2 separate regions of the Sus scrofa genome follow, and region 2 is linked to region 1. A link is a contact called in public Hi-C data. All regions are on one chromosome and are shown on one strand. The core of a region is the stretch at or near the end of the contact, and the rest is flanking DNA. Distances in the headings are between cores, read along the strand shown.

Region 1 (2,700 bases), core at 118-2,617:
TGGGGAAGTGAGTAATTAATGGTGGGGGGGGTTCTGCATAATAAGCAGACGATCCGGACCCCAAAGTCGCCAGTTTACACCTTTAAAACAATGCCATGAATATTTAAAGACGACAGTTAACCCTTTCCTTCTCGGCCACGTTTAAGTTTTTTCAAACGAGGGCGCTAGGCGGGTCGCAGAGCCGGGGTAAGTGGGGGCGGGAGAGGGGGCAGCCGCGGCCCGGTACCTACCTCCCCCCAGGTCCCTAAGCCCAGGAAATAAGCAATGGGGGGGACGCGGCGAGGTGGACGAAGGGGCCAGGCGCCCTCGGGGAAGCACGCGTCGAGGCGGCTGCCGGAGCGCCGAGTGCAGCACGCGGGGACACCTTAAATCCCCGGCTGCCGCCTTTAAAGGCAACCCGGGCCCGGGCTCTTTGTGCGGCGCAGCCGGGCGGAGGCGGAGCGGGACGGCCGGCGGGGCCATGCCCGCCCGCCCTCTGTCCCGGTGGCTGCGGCGGGAACCGTGCGGCCCAGGCCACGGGGAGGGCGCGAGGCGCGCACAGCCCACCGGCCGCTGCGGGTCCCCTGACTCGCGGCCTGGCCAGGTCGGGGCGTCCGGGGTCAGGCGGCCCCCGCGGGCGGGGGTGGGGGTGGGGGTGGGGAGGGCCCGGAGGCGCCGCGCGCCGCGCCCGGGAGACCGGGCTGGGCTCTCCCGCCGCGCGCGCGGGCCGCCGCCGCCGCAGCACAAAAATGTCGGCGGGCGAAAAAATTAACCCCTGCGTCGCCGCCGCCGCCCTCCCCCTCCACTCCTCCCCCGCCCTCTCCTCCCTCCCTCCTTCCCCGGCCCCGCGCGGCGGCGGCGGCGGCGCGGGCGGTGCTTCTTTTTTAAAGCGGCCCCACCAAGCCCTGGCTCGGCCCCTCTCCAGGCAGCGCTGCAGAGCGCCGGCCGTGCACGGCTCCCGCGGCGCCCGGGCGGCCCGCGGGGGGATCCGCACGGCCGCCCTGGGCCTGCGGACGAATATTCCCCTTTAAGCTTGGTGTCTCGCCCCCCCTCCCTGAACCAGGCGCTTACCGGTTCGCTTTGCGCCCTCCGCCTCCTCCCGCGAACGGGACTCCGCCGCTCCCACAATGCACCGGGCGCGGCCGGGCTCCCTTAAGCGTCGCCTGAATAAAAAGGCCGCTCCAGGCGGCGGAGGGCGGGAGGACCCTGGGCCGCGCCTGGGCGCCGCGGGGGCTCAGCCTGGCTCGGCGGGCCCCTGCCGGGAACCGGGCCGCCGCGCTCCACCGTGCGCTGCGAGCGAGGGGCCTTTAAGGGCCGGCTCCCTCCCTTTAAGAGGCGGTGAGCCGCGGCCTGAGCGGCTCGGTGGCTGCGTGCGGCCCGGGAAGGGGGCGGGGGCGATGTGCAGGCCCGAGCGCGGCAATGATTGGTCTCGGGGGAAGGGTGGGGGGTTGCAAACCCGAGGAGCGGTGGCATCCGTTGCATGATGCAAAAAGGATTGATTTCAAAAGTTGCGAGTTGCATTGGCAGCAGCCTTTGGCGCCCGGGCCACCTCCTTTTCCTTGACCCGCTGGAAAGGCTGGGAATGTTTCCCCAAACCTGGCGGGCTCGACCGCGCTGCGTTCTGCCGGACGCTGTACCTGTTCCCCGCGCGAGTGCTTTCCAACGCCAGACAGTAATCTGGGAAACAACTTGCAAATAGAGTAGGAGCAGAGGGAAGGCTCCCTCTGCTGCGATGAAGGACTTGGAAACTCAGACGGCGCGCTTGGTTAATAACGACTTCCATCGTCTCCCTTCTATTGTTCACCCTGGCTGAGGGAATTAACGTGAGCCTTAGTGAACACGCACACGTCCTGCAAAGTTTCTTGAAGGTTTCATATGCTTGGTAGGAAGTCAGCTTCAGGTTCCTCGGTTACATTGTTTGCCCTCCGCAGGTCCAAGTAAACATGGCAGCCTCATAGTGGATGTGTTTGAAGTCACACTCACAGGAGCGCCTCAGCTTGTGAAATTACTTTTTTCAGATTTTCAACTTTCTAGTGCAATGCTGAATAAAATAAAGCAAGGTGCTTTCCTACGACGTCTTTTAGGGCTTCCCTTAAAACCGAGGCGTGGGGAGGAATGCCGACCAAACTTTTCTGGAGGGTGTTCATCATTTTCCAAATCTGTGTGGGGGCAGAAGTGCTTTAGGTTATGTTGTCAGGTTGGCAGGACACGCAGATGCCCATTTCATTCTGGAAATTTCTGCTTAACAGTTCCCCAGGGTTTTGATCTAGGTGAGGATGCAGTCGTGACCGGGTTGCTGCAGGCTCCTCTTTCTCTGTCCTTTCTGCGTATCCCTATAGTAAGTTAGGAAAAAACAGAATAGCCTGGAGTCTTTAATGTCATGCTTTGGGCTTTTGTAAGAGTGGCAACCCTGTGGTTGACAAACCTAGATTTGTCTCTGAATCGCCTTGTGGAAAGGCATGTATACACAAACCCAGCCAACACCCCAGACCTCCAGAGTGGGGGAAGGAGGCTGCAGGTATCTTAATTCCTCTTATCCCCTCCCTTTTAAAATCAGTTCTGTAGCGTTTTGGTATTGTGTGTTTGTTTATTTTTTGGCAAAAAAAAATCACAACTAGAAAGAAAGATCCGGGGGGGCTGGTGGGAGGTGGCTCAACGGAGGTGTGTAAGGGCCCTTGGTGACGATGCGTGTTTCGGGCAGAGGAGTCTGATGTTTGTGCC
Region 2 (2,924 bases), core at 366-2,865, 41 kb before region 1:
GGCTCCAATTCTTTCCGCGCCGTTTGTAGCCCATCCTCTCCTTCGGCACTCCCTGGCTGCTGGGGCTGGACCTCGGCAGGAATCCAGTGTAAAATATTAAAGTTTTGATAGGGATGGAGTAGGAAATTTACACAGGTGATTGTGGAGGTCCCAGTAAGGGACCAGATGGAGAGGGAGACCTCTGGAACTTTGGGAGATCACTGTAAATTAATAATTGCTCAAGAGAGCCGTCAGAATGAGGCAGGCTTGCTTGACTAGTGGAGGCACAAGATTTGCCTCAGGTTATTTATTGTGCATGGGATGGGGTGAGACGCACATTCAGGTTCAGACCAAGGGCAGGAGTTTAAAGACCACCCTACCGCTGATTTGAATAAGCACCATGAAGCACCGAGTCCTAGTTTGACCTTATAGGGTCAAATACTCTTTTACTGGATAACAAGGAGAAGTTATTACCCTTTAAGAAAGAAAAGAGATGTCTCCCCACCCCTTCCACCCAGCCGCCCCTCCCCTTGGATCATAAAACTGTAGCCCACATAATCCTCAGGGCAGAACCTCCTTGGCCACCTGCTTGCATCTCTCACAAGCATCCTATCTTTTTTTTTTTTTTTTTTTTTTTTTTTTGTCTTTTGTCTTTTTGTTGTTGTTGTTGTTGTTGTTGCTATTTCCTGGGCCGCTCCCGAGGCATATGGAGGTTCCCAGGCTAGGGGTTGAATCGGAGCTGTAGCCACCGGCCTACGCCAGAGCCACAGCAACGCGGGATCCGAGCCGAGTCTGCAACCTACACCACAGCTCACGGCAACGCCAGATCGTTAACCCACTGAGCAAGGGCAGGGACTGAACCCGCAACCTCATGGTTCCTAGTCGGATTCGTTAACCACTGCGCCACGACGGGAACTCCACAAGCATCCTATCTTAACAAATCTACTTCTTGCCTGTCACTTTGTCACTTGCTGAATTCCTTCTGTGCTGATGCGCAAAGTTCATGAACCTCAGTAAATTCAGGCACCAGGTGAGTGATTCTAATTTAAAAACTGTGGGTTTAAGTCCCAATCCGGTTCAAGTCATAAGTGCTGTCAGTTTCGGTTTGGCTGGTCATTTTTTTAAAAAGTGTAGGAAGTAAATGACTCCATGAAATGTCTAAACCATGGTCTAGTATAATTTTAAATTTCTTGGAATCCCCCTCATCATGGTTTAGAGGTAACAAGCCTGACTAGTATCCATGAGGGTGCAAGTTTGATCCCTGGCCTTGCTGAGTGGATTAAGGATCTGGTGTTGCTGTGAGCTGTGGTGTAGGCAGCTGAAGCTCTGATTCGACTCCTAGCCTGGGAAATTCCATGTGCCTTGGGCATGGCCTGAAAAAGACAAATAAATAAATTTTCTAAAGAAGCTAGTTTTTTGTTGGTTTTGTTTTTTGTTTTTTTAACAATTTGATGGGTTTGGAGATGTGTAATGGGAAACCATCACCTCTCAATTTTCTCCCATACTCTATCTCTTTGAGGCCTGGGGGGGAAGAAGGTGGGGCAGGGAAATAAGGACAGGACAGAAGATCCACCCCCTTAGCAAATTTTTAATATGCAATGAAGCAGTGTCAGCAGGATAAACAGCTCTAGAAATACACAACACAGCAGAGTGCGTGTAGCTGACACTGAAACTTTGTACCCTTGGACTCATCTCTCCACCCCCCACCTCTCCCATTCCCGCTCAGCCCCCAGCAGCCATCCTCCTCCATGCTTCCATGAGTTTGACTCTCTTTATTATTATTATTATTATTATTAGGAGGCGCTGGTGGCATGTCGAAGTTCCCAGACCAGGGATGGAACCTGTGCCCCAGCAGGACCTAAGCTGCTGCAGTGACACCACCAGATCCTTAACCTGCTGCACCATGAGGGAACTCCAAGTTTGACTCTTTTATACTTTTTTGCTTTTTAGGGCCACACCCACAGCATATGGAGGTTCCCAGGCTAGGGGTCAAATTGGAGCTATAGCTGCGGGCCCACACCACAGCCACAGCAACACAGGATCTGAGCCTCGTCTGCAACCTACACCACAGCTCACGGCAACAGCAGATCCTTAACCCACTGAGCAAGGCCAGGGATCGAACCCGCAACTTCACGGTTCCCATTCAGATTTATTTCTGCTGTGCCACAATGGGAACTCCAAGTTGGACTCTTAGATACCACGTACAAGTGGTATCAGGTGGTATTTGTCCTTCTGGGATTAGCTTATTTCACTCAGCAGAATGCCCTCAGGGTTTTGGCATGTTGTTGCAGATGGCAGGATTTTCTTCTTTCTTAAGGTTGAATAACATTCCTTTGTATGTATATACCCCATCTTCCTTATCCATTCATCCATCCTGGACATATAGGTTGTTTCCATATCTTGGCTATTGTAATAATGCTGCAGTGAAATGGGTGTGTAGGTATCTCTTCAAAAATCCAGATTTCAGTTTATTTGCATAAGTACCTCAAATTGGGATTGCTGGATCATAGGGTAGTTATATTTTTAATTTTTTGAGGTACCTTTGTACTGTTTTCCATAGTGTCTGTAAGAACTAGAAATTCTGGAGTTCCCGTTGTGGCTCAGTGGTTAATGAATCCGACTAGGAACCATGAGGTTGTGGGTTCGATCCCTGACCTTGCTCAGTGGGTTAAGGATCTGGGGTTGCCGTGAGCTGTGGTGTAGGTTGCAGACTCAGCTCGGATACCGCGTAGCTGTGGCTCTGTCATAGGCCGGTGGCTACAGCTCCAATTCGACCCCTAACCTGGGAACCTCCATGTGCCACAGGAGCGGCCTAAGAAGTGGCAAAAAGACAAAAACAAAACAAAACAAGAACTAGAAATTCTTTCTGTAAGATCTCTTTTCCATCCAATATCTACAGATAGCTGACTTTGTATCTCGTTTTTTTTCCCTCTCTCATTTCTTAT

Evidence for each region. Hi-C and Micro-C count contacts between places; a contact is called where the count stands out from the background.
Region 2: a contact with region 1 is called in a Hi-C map of liver, with 2.1 times the contacts expected there. The contact joins the enhancer-like site here to the promoter of SEPHS1 in region 1. A contact is called at or near these places in 4 of 47 Hi-C or Micro-C datasets (embryonic fibroblasts, epiblast stem cells, heart right ventricle and 1 more) and 1 of 2 datasets of contacts at active chromatin or transcription factors (alveolar macrophages).

The regions. Positions count from the first base shown.
Region 1 is chr10:48,358,046-48,360,745 of Sscrofa11.1, reverse strand. It overlaps SEPHS1 (selenide, water dikinase 1), which reads right to left and starts at 1,367. Exons shown (of 9, transcript XM_021064859.1): 1 at 1,051-1,367.
Region 2 is chr10:48,398,757-48,401,680 of Sscrofa11.1, reverse strand. No RefSeq gene overlaps it. Among named protein-coding and RNA genes, the nearest start is that of PHYH, 10 kb to the left of the region's middle. Within about 2 kb of position 1,615, at least 1 of the 83 cell types and tissues checked has an H3K27ac peak or open chromatin away from gene starts, as enhancers often do. A contact at or near this core is called in liver, where this site is marked.